Linked DNA regions of Sus scrofa: region 2 is linked to region 1. A link is a contact called in public promoter capture Hi-C data. All regions are on one chromosome and are shown on one strand. The core of a region is the stretch at or near the end of the contact, and the rest is flanking DNA. Distances in the headings are between cores, read along the strand shown. Region 1 holds the start of SEC11A (signal peptidase complex catalytic subunit SEC11A). Region 2 holds the start of ZSCAN2 (zinc finger and SCAN domain-containing protein 2).

Evidence for each region. Promoter capture Hi-C pulls out the DNA fragments that hold promoters and counts their contacts.
Region 2: a contact with region 1 is called in a promoter capture Hi-C map of liver, with 3 times the contacts expected there. The contact joins the promoter of ZSCAN2 here to the promoter of SEC11A in region 1. A contact is called at or near these places in 1 of 5 promoter capture datasets (liver), 2 of 47 Hi-C or Micro-C datasets (embryonic fibroblasts and skeletal muscle) and 1 of 2 datasets of contacts at active chromatin or transcription factors (alveolar macrophages).

The regions. Positions count from the first base shown.
Region 1 is chr7:52,823,494-52,830,672 of Sscrofa11.1, reverse strand. SEC11A (signal peptidase complex catalytic subunit SEC11A) reads right to left here and starts at 1,406. Exons shown (of 7, transcript XM_021098904.1): 1 at 1,387-1,406; 2 at 964-1,170. The coding sequence starts at 1,014. It overlaps LOC110261550 (a long non-coding RNA gene), which reads right to left. Exons shown (of 3, transcript XR_002345782.1): 3 at 5,296-5,766.
Region 2 is chr7:52,952,837-52,959,371 of Sscrofa11.1, reverse strand. ZSCAN2 (zinc finger and SCAN domain-containing protein 2) reads left to right here and starts at 1,365. Exons shown (of 9, transcript XR_002345788.1): 1 at 1,365-1,519; 2 at 3,530-4,043.

The sequences.
Region 1 (7,179 bases), core at 157-2,656:
CCAATTCTTCCCATTTCCTAACAATCTCTGGCAGGTAGCTCATTTTCTTAATCTGTGTAATGGGAATAACATTATCTACCTCACAGGTATAGCAAGAGCTTAAAAGTAATTGCCTTGCCTTAGTCATTTTCTACACATTATACTCCTTGAAGGCAGATCTGTAAAAAGGTCCGAGGCAATCAAAACTAGGCTCCACAGACACAGGTGCAGAAGACAAAAAGGAGTAACTTTTCCAAGTGTGCCCCTTACAAAAGTATTCCTAGTACCCTCTAGAATACGATCTATAAGTTCAAGACAGAGCAAGGTTTAAGGACAATACCAGGAGATCTAAATCTCAAGATCCCTGTGCCACTAATACTGGGAGGTATACCCGAGGATTCTGAGGGCTGCCACCTTAATGCGAAGTGACTCACGAGCAAGTAGAGTAACTGTTCAAACTCTGAACTCGGAGGTGGTTCAGGGAAGTCCGCGCAGCCCGCTGCTCTAGAAAGGCTGCAACTGCTGAAAGTAGCAAAATGGCTTTTGTTGGGCCTAACCGCCTTCCGGAGCACCCCCAAAGTCAGAGCAGAAGTGAACTAACTGCTAAACCTAGTTGCCAGAATCCACTGGAAGTCGCTGCAATTGGAGAAATCATGAGTTTGCCGCCTTATCAAGTTTAAAACAATAAGTAACCCCAACTCCCACTTACAAAATACCCTACTGTTTCCTCTTGCTCCCCTGCCTCATCGTGGGGAATGGAACGAGAAGACCAGGCTTCCTGCTCCGCCCATAGAAGGCCCGGAATCAGCTAGGGGCTAAAAATTGGGGACGGATAAAGCTACCTCTGGCCACAGACTCTACAATGAGATGGTGTAATCCCAGCGTCAGACCCGTTCAGGCCCTCACACTGGGGCCCAGAGATCCGCGGGGCACCGCAGCAGCAGCATTCGTGGGACTAGGAGAACGGTAGGTGGCCAACCTCACCTGCCGCTTGTTCATCCGCCGCACATCGTCCAGAAAATCTAGAGACAGCATGGCGCGGCTGGCGAGGGGACGCGAGCAGTAGGAGAGACGAACTGTGTTACCAGCGGCAGGAACGGCTGGCTCACCGGCCGCGCTCACACTGGACAGGACCCCGCGGCGCCCGCACTTCCGCTTCCGGGGCGGAACCGGGGCAGCCCTGCCCCTTCGCTGCGGAAAACAGACAAAGGGACGCGTGACCTTCCTAATCCAGCCTCTTGGCCTAGCTTCGCTGTAGAAGGGCTTTCGTATCCGGTACCTCGGCTGCTGCAAACAGACCGAAACCCACTTCCCCACCTCAGCCCCGCGGCCCCACACGGAGGCGGCCACTCGGGTTTAGCTAGAAGGCCTCCCTGCAACCTCCAGAAGGCGGGCCCTGGTGCACACCTGGCTAATAGGGAGCTGTGTCTCTGGGGTTTGCGAGTAGAACCGGCCTGTGATTGGCTGGCGCGTTCAAGCCGGGGCCGCGGGCCTGGGTGTGGCCCTGGACATTTCCCCAGCCCGGCCTCCTCTGGTAGGGCTGGTCTACCGAGCTAAGGGAAACTGAACGGCTCTGTTTCAGTAGTGCTGTTGGGTAAGGGCGGAATATATGAGAGACTTGCAAAGCACTGCCTGAACCTTTCAGGAGTTTAGGAAACTCTTGGTTTGAGAGAAAACAACCCGGTAGGATTAGAAAACTAATGTGACAGTGTGAAAAGACCATCTGTGGTGCGGATTGTCAGGTAGTCAGTCCCTTCCTCCTTTATTTTGACCTAACAGGATCTGATAGTATCCCTGAGAAGAATCTCCTGTTTTGTTTTTTGTTTTTTTTTTACCTTGGGCACCACAAGGTGACTCTTATCGCTTATTGCTGTCTGTACAGCTCTTCCTTGGCTTACCTCCCAATGAAACCATCATAAATTGAAATTATAAGTTGGGAGTTTCCATTGTATCTCAGAGGGTTAAGAAGCCGGCTAGTATCCCTGAGGATGCGGGTTGGATCCCTGGCCCCCAGCTTTTTAACAGTACCAGACTCTTTTCTTCATATGTTTTAACACGTACAAACAATACATGCGTACATTCTCATTGTAAAAGATTAAAACATGACAGGCAATCTAGCCACTCCACTGCTGGCTATATACCTGAAAGAATTCAAAGCAGGGTCTTGAAGAGCTGTTTGTATACCCATGTTCATAGCAGCATTATTCACAATATTTAAAAAGTGGAAGCAACTCAAATGTCCCTTAATGAAGGAATGAATAACAAAGGAAGTATAAACATACTATGGAATATTATTATGGCTTAAAAAGGAATGAAGTCCTATATGCTACCACATGGGTGAACCTTGAGAACATTATTCTAAGTGAAATAAGCCGAATACAAAAGGACAAATACTGTCTGAGTCCCTTATATGAGGTACCTAGAAGTAGTCAGATTCAGAGACAGAAAGTAGAACAGTGGTTCAAGGGTTAGGGGGAGGAGGAAATGGGGAGTTGCTTAATGGATACAGAATTTTAATTTTTCAGGATGGAAAAGTTCTGGAGATTGCTTGCACAGCAATGTGAATGTACTTGACACCACTGAACTCTACTCTTAAAAATAGGTAAGATGGTACATTGTTTGTTATGTGGATTTGACCACAATTTGAAATTAAAAAGCGAGTAGAATGTGATGGTTCTTTTTGCTCTTAGAGAGTCTTTTAGAGAGTCTTAGAGAGTCTCTCCCCTCTCTAAACCCATCATCACTATTAAAAGTTTTGGAGAGTTCCCCTTGTGGCTCAGCAGTAACTAACCTGACTAGTATCCATGAGGACTCAGTTTCAATCCCTGGCCTTGCTCAATGGGTTAAGGATCCATCATTGCTGTGAACTGTGGTGTAGGTTGAAGACACAGCTCAGATCTTGTGTTGCTGTGGCGTAGCTGCAGTTCTGATTCTACCCCTAGACCAGGAACCTCCATATGCCTCAGATGTGGCCCTGGAAAGCAAAAATAAATAAATAAATAAATAAATAAATAAATAAAGGTTTTTGCTGGAGTTGCCGTCGTGGCACAGTGGTTAACAAATCTGACTAGGAACCATGAGGTGGCCGGTTCAAACCCTGGCCTTGCCTAGTGGGTTAAGGATCTGGCGTTGCTGTGAGCTGTGGTGTAGGTTGCAGACGCGGCTCAGATCCTGCATTGCTGTGGCCCTGGCGTAGGCCGGTGGCTACAGCTCTGATTAGACCCCTAGCCTGGGAACCTCCATATGCCGAGGGAGCGGCCCTAGAAAAGGCAAAAAGACAAAAAAAAAAAAAAAGTTTTTGCTTTTGTTTTTTTGGCCACACCCTCAGTATTCTGAAGTTCCAGGGCCAGAGCCTAGGCTGTAGCAAAGAGCAGCAGTGACAACACAGGATCCCTAACCCACTGTGCCTCCAGGTAATTCCAACAATTTTCCCTTATAGTGCTTTTTCCCCATGTACTTAAAGTTTACACTCATTTTTTCACATAATTGGGATCACACTATACATTTCCTTTCAGTTTTTGCTCTCTTCCACTTCAGTGAGTTCTCTAGTCACATGACTGGGCAAATATCTCCTAATCTATCAGCATTTTTCCAACATGAGATCCCTGGACCAGTGATATATCAAGTTATCTACAGGCTATTTCAGCAGGAAGAGAAACTTTGTTCCCATCTATTTCATAAATTTTAAATGTCAGATTAATTAGGATTTTCTCAGAAACCATGTTATATCTCAATAGTCATTTCGCTCTTAAAAGTTTATTTTGTATTGGCTCTATAGTTTATCTCAGCTAATGTTCAGTTGGTAGGATGTAGTTAATCTAAAGTAATGTATTATTTTGTAATATGTGTTATTTATGTGCTGAATTTGAAATTTCATTGTGTTGTAGTTTATTTCAATTCATAAAAATGGATCATTAATCAGATCAGTTAGTTGAAAATTATCTAAGTCAGGATGCTGAATATTTTCAAACTCAGTAAAAAAGGTGTAAGTAAAGCATTGCTCAGGAATCCAGTGCAAACATAGATGTGAAGGGTGAATCTGACTGTGCTGAGTCTGGGTAAGTCACAAGTGTAATGAATTATGATGAGCAGTTGAAAAAGAAAAGTGCTAATGAGACATACAATGAGGCTCTAAGATGTATGTTTTTATTAAACTGGTAGTCCATTTGCCCCTGGCCCCCAGTACATTACATCTATTTCATTACATAGATTATGAAACTTAGTCAAACAAATGAAATTTTAGTGCCATTTTTGAAAAAAGTTCGGTGGCCAATCTAGTAACCACAAAAAATATTTTTTCTGGAGGAAGAAGATCCCACAAAATAATGTTTACTGATATAACTTTGATAAAATTTCTTCCTAAAAGTAAGAGAAGTGATCAAAACTATAAAGCTATCTGGAGTTCCCAGAACCAATGGGAACAAGTGGAAACCAATCCAACTAGTAACCATGATGTTTCGGGTTCGAGCCCAGGCCTCGCTCTGTGGGTTAAGGATCCAGCATTGCCATGAGCTGTGGTTTAGGCCACAGGTAAGGCTTGGATCTGGTGTGGCTGTGGCTGTGGCATAGGCCTGCAGCAGCAGCTCCTATTTGACCCCTAGCCTGAGAACTTCCATATGCCACATGTGCAGCCCTTAAAAAATAAAATAAAAATAAAAAAATAAAGTTATGCTTTTTACTTATTTAAATTTTTTTTTTTTTTTTTTTTTTTTTTTTTTTTTTTTGCTTTTTAGGGCCACACTAGTGGCACATGGAGGTTCCCAGACTAGGGGTCTAATCGGAGCTACAACTGCCAGCCTACAGCACAGCCATAGCAACGCCAGATCTGAGCCGCCTCTGCGAACTACACCATTGCTCACGGTAACGCTGGATCCTTAACCCACTGAGCATAGGCCAGGGATCAAACTCACAACCTTATGGTTCCTAGTCAGATTCATTTCTGCGTGCCATGATGGGAACTTCAAGCTATGCTTTTTAAAGTCAAAACAGTGACAGGACACATTCTTGTCAAAAAGCTTTTAAAGTCAGACATAGTGTTAATGGTTAATAGCTCATTAAGAAAGTTAAATAAGATTTTGGCAAAATTATTTTATCAAAAGATACTATCGAAGGAGTTCCCTTCGTGGCTCAGTGGTTAACGAACCCTACTAGGGTCCATGAGGATGTGGGTTCAGTCCCTGGCCTTACTCAGTGGGTTAAGGATCCGGCGTTGCCGTGAGCTGTGGTATAGGTCGCAGACGCGGCTTGGATCCTGTGTTTCTGTGGCTATGGCTTAGGCTGGCAGCTACAGCTCTGATTCAACCCCTAACCTGGGAACCACAGCCTTAAAACAGCAAAATTAGAAAGAAAAAAATAAAAAATACTATTAAAAAAAGATATTATTGGACATCGCATAATATCAATGGCATATAAAGTCGACAAGCATATTGTCTGGAGTTGTCTAGGGCTGCTGGAGAAAGTTATCCAACTGTGCTGGGTCCTGGAAACCGATCACCACCTTCCCTTCACTTTCATTAATCTGATGAATTAGTTATCCATGTATGTATAACAAATTACCCCCAAAAATTGGTAAATAACAAATTTACCAACTTATAGCAAAAAACTTTGTCTCATAGTTTCTGTGGGTCAGAAATTTGGGTCCCTGGTAGTTTAGGTTCAAGGTCTCTCATGAAGTTGCAGTTAAGCTGTCCAGAGGGACTGCAGTCTCCAGAAGGCTACAGCTGAGTTAGGACCGACTTCCGAGCTCACTCATGTAGTAGCTGTCAGTAGGTCCTGGTTATCCCTGGGCTGTCCAATTGCATGGGAAAAAGAAACTATTGAAGAAAAACTCAACTTACTACCTTAATCCCTACCCAACTTATCTGCTTCCACAAACATCCCTTCTTCCTCATTTCTTATCAGTTAAAAGAGGAATACCTCCTCCTCTTTAAAGCTAACTCTGCCACCCGCCCAAAGTGTCTCTCTTACACCTCCTCAGAACTTTTACCCTTAATCATCCCTTCTCAAGGCACATTGTGGTGCAGTGGAAACAATCCGACTAGTATCCATGAGGACGCAGGTTTGATCTGTGGCCTCGCTCCGTAAGTCAGGGATCTGGTGTTGCTGTGAGCTGTGGTGTAGGTTGCAGATGTGGCTCGGATCCCTAGTTGCTGTGGCTGTGGCATAGGCCGGTAGGTCCAGTGGCTACAGCTCGGATTCAACCCCTAGCCTGGGAACCTCCATGTGCCGCAGGAGCAGCCCTAGAAAAGGCAAAAAGACAAAAACAAAAACAAAAAAACCCCTTCTTTTTCTTTTTCTTTTTTTGTCTTTTTGCTATTTCTTTGGGCCGCTCCCGCGGCATATGGAGGTTCCCAGGCTAGGGGTCGAATAGGAGCTGCAGCCAGTGGCCTACGCCAGAGCCACAGCAACGGGGGATCTGAGCCGCGTCTGCAGCCTACACCACAGCTCACGGCAATGCCAGATCGTTAACCCACTGAGCAAGGCCAGGGACTGAACCCGCAACCTCATGGTTCCTAGTCGAATTCGTTAACCACTGCGCCACGACGGGAACTCCCCCTTCTTTTTCTTAATTTCTTTCCCTCAACTTTCTCTTTTCCCAGCATATGGTCATGTTCAGCTATTTCTTATAAAATTTTTATTCTGAGTGTTTTATTGAGGTCTAATTTACATTCAATAAAATGCGCAAATGATATGTATACAGCTTGATGAATTTTAACAAATATACATGTCCATTTAACCATCATCTACATCTTTCTTCAATTCAATGAAAGTCAATTCAATGACTTTCCTATGGCTGAAAGTCATAAAATAACTGACTGAAACCTCAAGGTCCCATTTTCCAACTTGCCTCTTTCCAGCTTGTCATTCTCAGTCTCCATCATGGACTCTTTTTTTTTTTTTTCCGTTTTAGGGCCGCACCCACAGCACATGGAGACTCCTAGGCTAGGGGCCAAATTGGAGCCATAGCTGCTGGCCCACACCACAGCCACAGCCTTGTCAGATTCGAGCCACATCTGCAACCTATGCCCAGCTTGCGGCAACACCAGATCCTTTAACTCACTGAGCGAGGCAAGGGTCAAACCTGCATCCTCATGGATACCAGTTGGGTTCTTAACCCACTGAGCCACAAGAGGAACTCCTCCATCATGGACTCTAGCTCATTCCTTAAATGTTGGAATCCTCTTCCATCTTCTCACCCTA
Region 2 (6,535 bases), core at 116-2,615, 130 kb before region 1:
ATAGACATGTAAAAAAACAGCAAAAAGGGAACAGTAAACTGAGAAAAATAATAGCAACTTTTGTGACAAAAAACCATTTTCTTAATATACTAAGAGCGTTTATGAGTATATTCCATTAAAAAAATTGGAAGATAGGAGTTCCCGTCCTGGCGCAGTGGTTAACGAATCCGACTAGGAACAATGAGGTTGTGGGTTCGGTCCCTGCCCTTGCTCAGTGGGTTAACGATCTGGCGTTGCCGTGAGCTGTGGTGTAGGTTGCAGACGCGGCTCGGATCCTGCGTTGCTGTGGCTCTGGCGTAGGCCGGTGGCTACAGCTCCGATTCAACCCCTAGCCTGGGAACCTCCATATGCCGAGGGAGCGGCCCAAAGAAATAGAAAAAAGACAAAAAAAAAAAAAAAAAAAACCCACTAATAATCATGAAACATTTCTCAAACACTCATGAAATGAACATTAAATTTTCATGAACGTGAAATTTAAATGAAAATTAAATGCAGTCACTTGATTGTGGGTGCCCCCAAAAATTGTTCTGTACAAAAACACCAGATTGTTCTATCACAAACCATTACTGTCTTTCTCTTCATTCTTATATTTTCCCCTTGGGTTTCCAGGCAGTTAGTTACTCACCTGTTGTCATATGGTGATGGAGCAGCCATTCTTCAAGAGCGCCAACCGTGGGAACATCACAATAGAGGCTAATCTCCCATTCTCACCTCCCAGTGCTGAGATTAACAATAAGTAACACTGGGATAGGTACTAAAATGGAGACATGGAGCAGGTGTGCCACGGGCGGTGTCTCTGCCTAAGCAGGTTCCACACAAAAGGAGATGAAGAAAGAATCGGAGGTGCGCGGCAGAAGAGGCGAGACAGGGCTTTCCTCCAGACGCAGGAACAAAGGGGTGTGCAACAGCCAGGTGCGAGAGTAGATCTGCAAGTTGGGGGAGGGGCGCCGGCCTCACAAGAAGGGGTTTCTCTGGTGAAGATTCCTTTCCAGCTCAAGCACTGCTTTCGGCCGTCGAGGGGCCTTACAATACTACTTGCCACACAGTTCACAGTTCACAGTTCTCTTCCATCCAACTTTCCTTTTTTGCAGACAACTGGAAGACTTAAAGAAGTGAAATGACCTGTCCCGGGTCACAGCTCTGGTCCACACTAGGTTGCCTGACTTGCAGTCAACCGCTTGTCCCGCCACTGGCCCTCCCGCACAGCGCAGGCTATCAAGCCCAAACTCCGTTCCTTGGCGGGGTCGGGCGTCTGCCAGGTGGACTACATCTCCCACAATGCCTTCGGCCCAGTCTCCCTCCCGCCACCCGGCTGGGCCCGGATCCGCCAGTAGAAAAGGAGAGTTTCCAGGGGCCGTTCTCGGTGGCCAATGAGCGCGGTGGGGGGCAGGCCTCTCCCGTCCATTGTTCTCGGTGCCCCTCGGGCTTGAGCCGCCGCAACTCCGGAGGGGCCGGGCAGTGCCCGGGGGCGCTTTTGCGCGCGGAGGGACTGCAGGAGCAGGATCTGGTCTCTGGAGAGGTGAGCCCGGAGAGACAGGGCTGGAGCCACGCGGCCGAGGAAGTAGCCCGAGGCGAGGGAATAACGGGCCTGGAGCCAGTGCGGGCAGCCCTGCTGGGGGAGGGGCGTTGGGGGCGCTGTCCGCGTCCCGCGCGCCCAGCTGTCCCGGTTTAGGCGCGGGGTCCGCTGAGAGACCGACGAGATGTGGACTCTTCTCCCTATCAGTGAGCTCTTTGAACGTCCAGCCTTGGTCGCAGGGTTTGGAAGGCACATTGGACGCGATCCCGCGCAGCCCCTCATTTTACGGATGGGGAAACTGAGCTTCAGAGGGGGCGTGTCTTGCTCCGGGTCAAGCAGCGAATTAAACTGATTAAAAACGGTTTCCCGGGCTCCCAGATTAAAGAGTGGTGTTATACCTGTGTTTCTTCTCGCCAGTTGGTAAATGCACATTGAGATCTTCGGTGTTTCCACTAGCTTTTCTTTTTCTTTTAAAAAACTTTTTCCTTCCCTATTTTCTTTTCTTGGGGGAGGAGGAGCGTTATCTGAATATTTATGATGTGATGATTTTTAAAAATAACTTTTGCCTTTTAGTCTTTATTTTAAAGAATTTGTAGTTTCACTGCTGTCAACGTTTTGTAGAATTTCTATACATATTTTTTTCCTTGTGTATATATGTTCTTTTCTAAAAGGAATTGGGGTCATACTGTGTCTGGTTTTTCTGCCTTGCCAGGTTTGTTTTTAATCCATTTATTTTATATTATGAGGATTATCTTAAATCATTAATGATTAATAATTCTTGTGGAGCATAATTTTAAAAATATTTTAAAATACATACAGCAGAGTGCACAGATCTTTAATATGTACACGCTTATGCAACCATTGTCAAATCAAGATCTGGAACATTTCTAGCTTCTTTGAAACACCCCTCTCAGTTACCCTCCCAAAGCCCTAAAAGTAGTCATTATTACATCAGCATAGTTTTTTTTTTTTTTTTTTTTTTTTTTTTTTGTCTTTTTGTCGTTGTTGCTATTTCTTGGGCCGCTCCCGTGGCATATGGAGGTTCCCAGGCTAGGGGTTGAATCGGAGCTGTAGCCACCGGCCTATGCCAGAGCCACAGCAACGCTGGATCCGAGCCGCGTCTGCAACCTACACCACAGCTCACTGGCAACGCCGGATCGTTAACCCACTGAGCAAGGGCAGGGATCGAACCCACAACCTCATTGTTCCTAGTCGGATTCGTTAACCACTGCGCCACGACGGGAACTCCAGCATAGTTTTTAATACATTTTACTGTATGCATGTGTCATAATTTATTAACTCTTCTCCTGTTGCTGGATTCTTAAGGTGTCAGGTGTTTTCTTTGGGGTTTGTTTTTAGAAACAATGTTATGGTTGTGCATCCTTCAAACAAATTTCTGTTTGCAAAGATGATTAAAAAAAATAAATTCCTGAAGGGCCAAGGCCGGATCTAAGAGTATGACCATTTTAAAACTTCATGGTTTAAAATATGGTAATAAAAAATAAAATAAAATATGGTAATAAAGCAATTGAGATAATTGCCTTCCTTCCAGTGAGGCTCAAAGTGCCTTGACATTTGAACCATTGCTAATCCTTCAGATGACCCCTTCAGATAAGAAGGCTGGGTGTTATTATCTCAACTTATTAGGTGGTCAGTGAGGTTGTGTGATTGAGTTGTATGTTAGGGCAAGGTCACCCTCTCTGCAGTAAGTCTGAACTGACTTAGGGCAAGATAAGTCAGTCCTGGGTTCGTGGGAGGACTGTGAATTTCTGATGCTCATGCTTTCATCTTTGGGAAAGAAAAATACTGTATTTTTTGTGCTTGTGATTCTTCTTAACTTCCTGTGTTATAGAGGTATTCTCAGGAATAAGCCATTTTTCCTTTTAGAAGGTCAGGAAACTTCTATTGACTTGCGGATGTATGAATCACTTGGTGACCTGTTCTGGGCCGCTATGAGTTAGATTGCTTTAGGACAGATTGCGTATTGATTCTAGTTCTCTTTCTCATTCTTAGCCAGACACCTTATTGAAATTTGAGGAGGGATCTATCTTCTCAGAGAGCTGGGCTGGAGAAGACTGAAGGTCAAGGTTAGAAGCCTGAGTGATTCCCCAGAGAACGTGGATGATGGCCTCAGAGGTACCGAGAGTAACCAATCCTCTGAGCCCCTTAGTCCAGGTGCCTCAAGAGGAAGACGAGCAGGAAGAGGAGGTTGCTACCATGATCCTGGAGGATGACTCCTGGGTGCAGGAAGCTGTGCTGCAGGAGGACGGCCCTGATTCCGAGCCCTTCGCCCAGAGTGCTGGCAAGGGCAGCCCCCACGAGGAGGGGGCCGGAGGGCCTCAGGGTGCCCTTGGCCGTCTTCGAGAGCTCTGTCGGCGCTGGCTGAGGCCAGAAGTCCACACCAAGGAGCAAATGCTGACCATGCTGCCAAAGGAGATTCAGGCCTGGCTGCAAGAGCACCGCCCCGAAAGCAGCGAGGAGGCGGTGGCCCTGGTGGAAGACCTGACCCAGACTCTTCGGGACAGTGGTGAGATGCGGAACCTCATAGGGAGGGAGTGGGAGCGCCCCTCTGAGATGGAGGAGTGTGGTGTTTGCGGAGGAGGAGAAGGTGATACCAGGACTGAGTTTGGGTCAGCCCCACCCCTCTACTCTGTCTGCAGGCAGTCAGCACATTGTCATCCCACAGTGCCCTGGTTATGTGCAGTGACAGTCCCAGGATCTCAGGATAAGAGTGGCTTAAGAGGTCTACTCATGAAGCTGCATTTAGTTAACACACTTTTTACTTCTGTGTTTCTTTAGAATGGTTGGGAAAGTGATGGAGTTTTGTAGGGGCAGGGGCTGAAGACCCCAAAAATCACTCCTTGGCACTTTCACCCTGTTGTACAATAAACATCTAAATATTTACATTCTAGCAGTTAAAAAAAAAAAAGTCCTTTTTTCTTAAAAAAGTGATTATTTTTGGAGTTCCCATAGTGGTGTAGCGAAAACAAATCCAGCTAGGAACCACGAGGTTGCAGGTTCGATCCTTGGTCTCGCTCAGTGGATTAAGGATCTGGCATTGCCGTGAGCTGTGGTGTGGGTTGCAGACGTGGCTCGAATCCTGAGTTGCTGTGGTGTAGGCCGGCAGCTATAGCTCTAATTAGACCCCTAGCTTGGGAACCTCCATATGCTGTGGGTGCGGTCCTAAAAAGACAAAAAAAAAAAAAAAAAAAAAAGATTAATTCCAAACTTGAGTGCTCTTTTTGCAACAGTTGATGTATTTGTCTCTTGGAGTTCTCATTGTGGTATAGTGGAAACAAACCCAACTAGTATCGATGAGGGCACAGGTTTAGTTCCTGGCGTCACCCTGTGGGTTAAGGATCTGGCATTGCTGTGAGCTGCAGTGTAGGTTGCGGATGCGGCTCGGATCCCATGTTGATGTGGCTGTGGTATAGGCTGGCGGCTGTAGCTCTAATTTGACCCCTAGCCTAGGAACTTGCATATGCCAAGGGTGCGGTCCTAAAAATATATACATATATTTATATTTATACATATATACATATACATATATACAAAATATAACATCTCTTGTGTTATTAATACGTTGTGGGGTCCACACATGCCACTTGACTGCTCTGCCTCCATTCTGGTCTTCACTTGTCAATTGGACTCCCTATCACCAGATATTGGGACCTACCTGGGTCCCTAGGACTGTTTCAGGACTCGTGGGAAGTGATGGCTACCTTTTTGCTGATGAGAACTGTGAAGATCAGGGAAAGGAGTGGGGAGAGGAGAGGAGAAGTCAGAGAAGGCTTCTTGGAGGACGTGAAGCCTGAGCAGGTGTCGAAGCTGGAGCAGGTTTTGGGAGGGCGCAGGGCAGGGAAGGGTGTGGCACCCCAGCGGAGCTATGCTAAGCAGAGGCTCGGAAGGGTGGGCCAGCGTAGGATGGTTTGGGTAACAGTAAGGGAGCCTAGCTGATGGGAGTGGAAAGTGTTTTTTGTTTTGGTTTGGCCTTTTTTTGTTGTCGTTGTTGTGTTTGGCTGTGCCTGCAGCATGGGGAAGTTCCCGGGCCAGGGACTGAACCCATGCCTGCAGCAGTGACAACACCAGATCCTTAACCACCAGGCCACCAGGGAACTCTAGCAGAGTGTGTCTTTAGGAGGTGGCGGAAGTAAAGTCTAGGGGAAAGGTGGGTGGAGTTTTGGACTGAATGTCTTTGGCCTCAGCAGGTTCTAAATTAGAACCCGAAGGGCATGAGAGGAAGCTGGGTTTAGCAACAGGATGCAGGTTTGATTAGAGTAGGAAGAGGCTGGAGGTAGGAGAGCAGCCAGGAAGCCGCCTATACGCTGGGCGCTGGGCGGGCAGTGATGGGGGTGGAGCTGAGTTGGGGATGGCAGGGGCGGAGATTGGGCACGTGTGAGATAGGACTGATACTGGAGTTCCCATGATGGCTCAGCGGTAACAGACCCAGCTAGTATCTATGAGGACATGGGTTTGATCCCTGGCCTCGCTCAGTGGGTTAAGGATCTGGCATTGCTGTGACTGTGGTGTAGGCCAGCAGCTGCAGCTCTGATTGGACCCCTAGCCTGGGAATGTCCATGTGCCGTGGATATGGCCCTACAAAGCAAAGCAAAAAAAAGGGGGGGGATGTTGATGAGGACTAAGATGACAAACTCAGAGGCATCTAGTCTGGAGGTTTCAGAGGCTGGAAAGGGCAGGTAGTTTGGGGGCAGAATTGTGACAATGCCCAGGGACTTGTGAGATGTGAATAAAGGGTCTTGGGGGGCCTGCTGTGAGCCCAGCACTGCCCTGAGCACCTCCATGTCCATCTCACTGACAATCCCATGAGCTAGCAAGGATCCATCATTTTACAGATGTGGAAATGGAAGTTCAAGCTCCTCCTTGAGGTCACACAGCTGGTTAGTGATGGAGCCGGGATTCAAACTCAGCCTGTTTGCTGAGTTTGTGTTTGGTAGATCCCAGGTTTTGTTTTAAGCAAAGTACCCGATTTTCTTCACCCTGAAAAATAACTTTTACTTT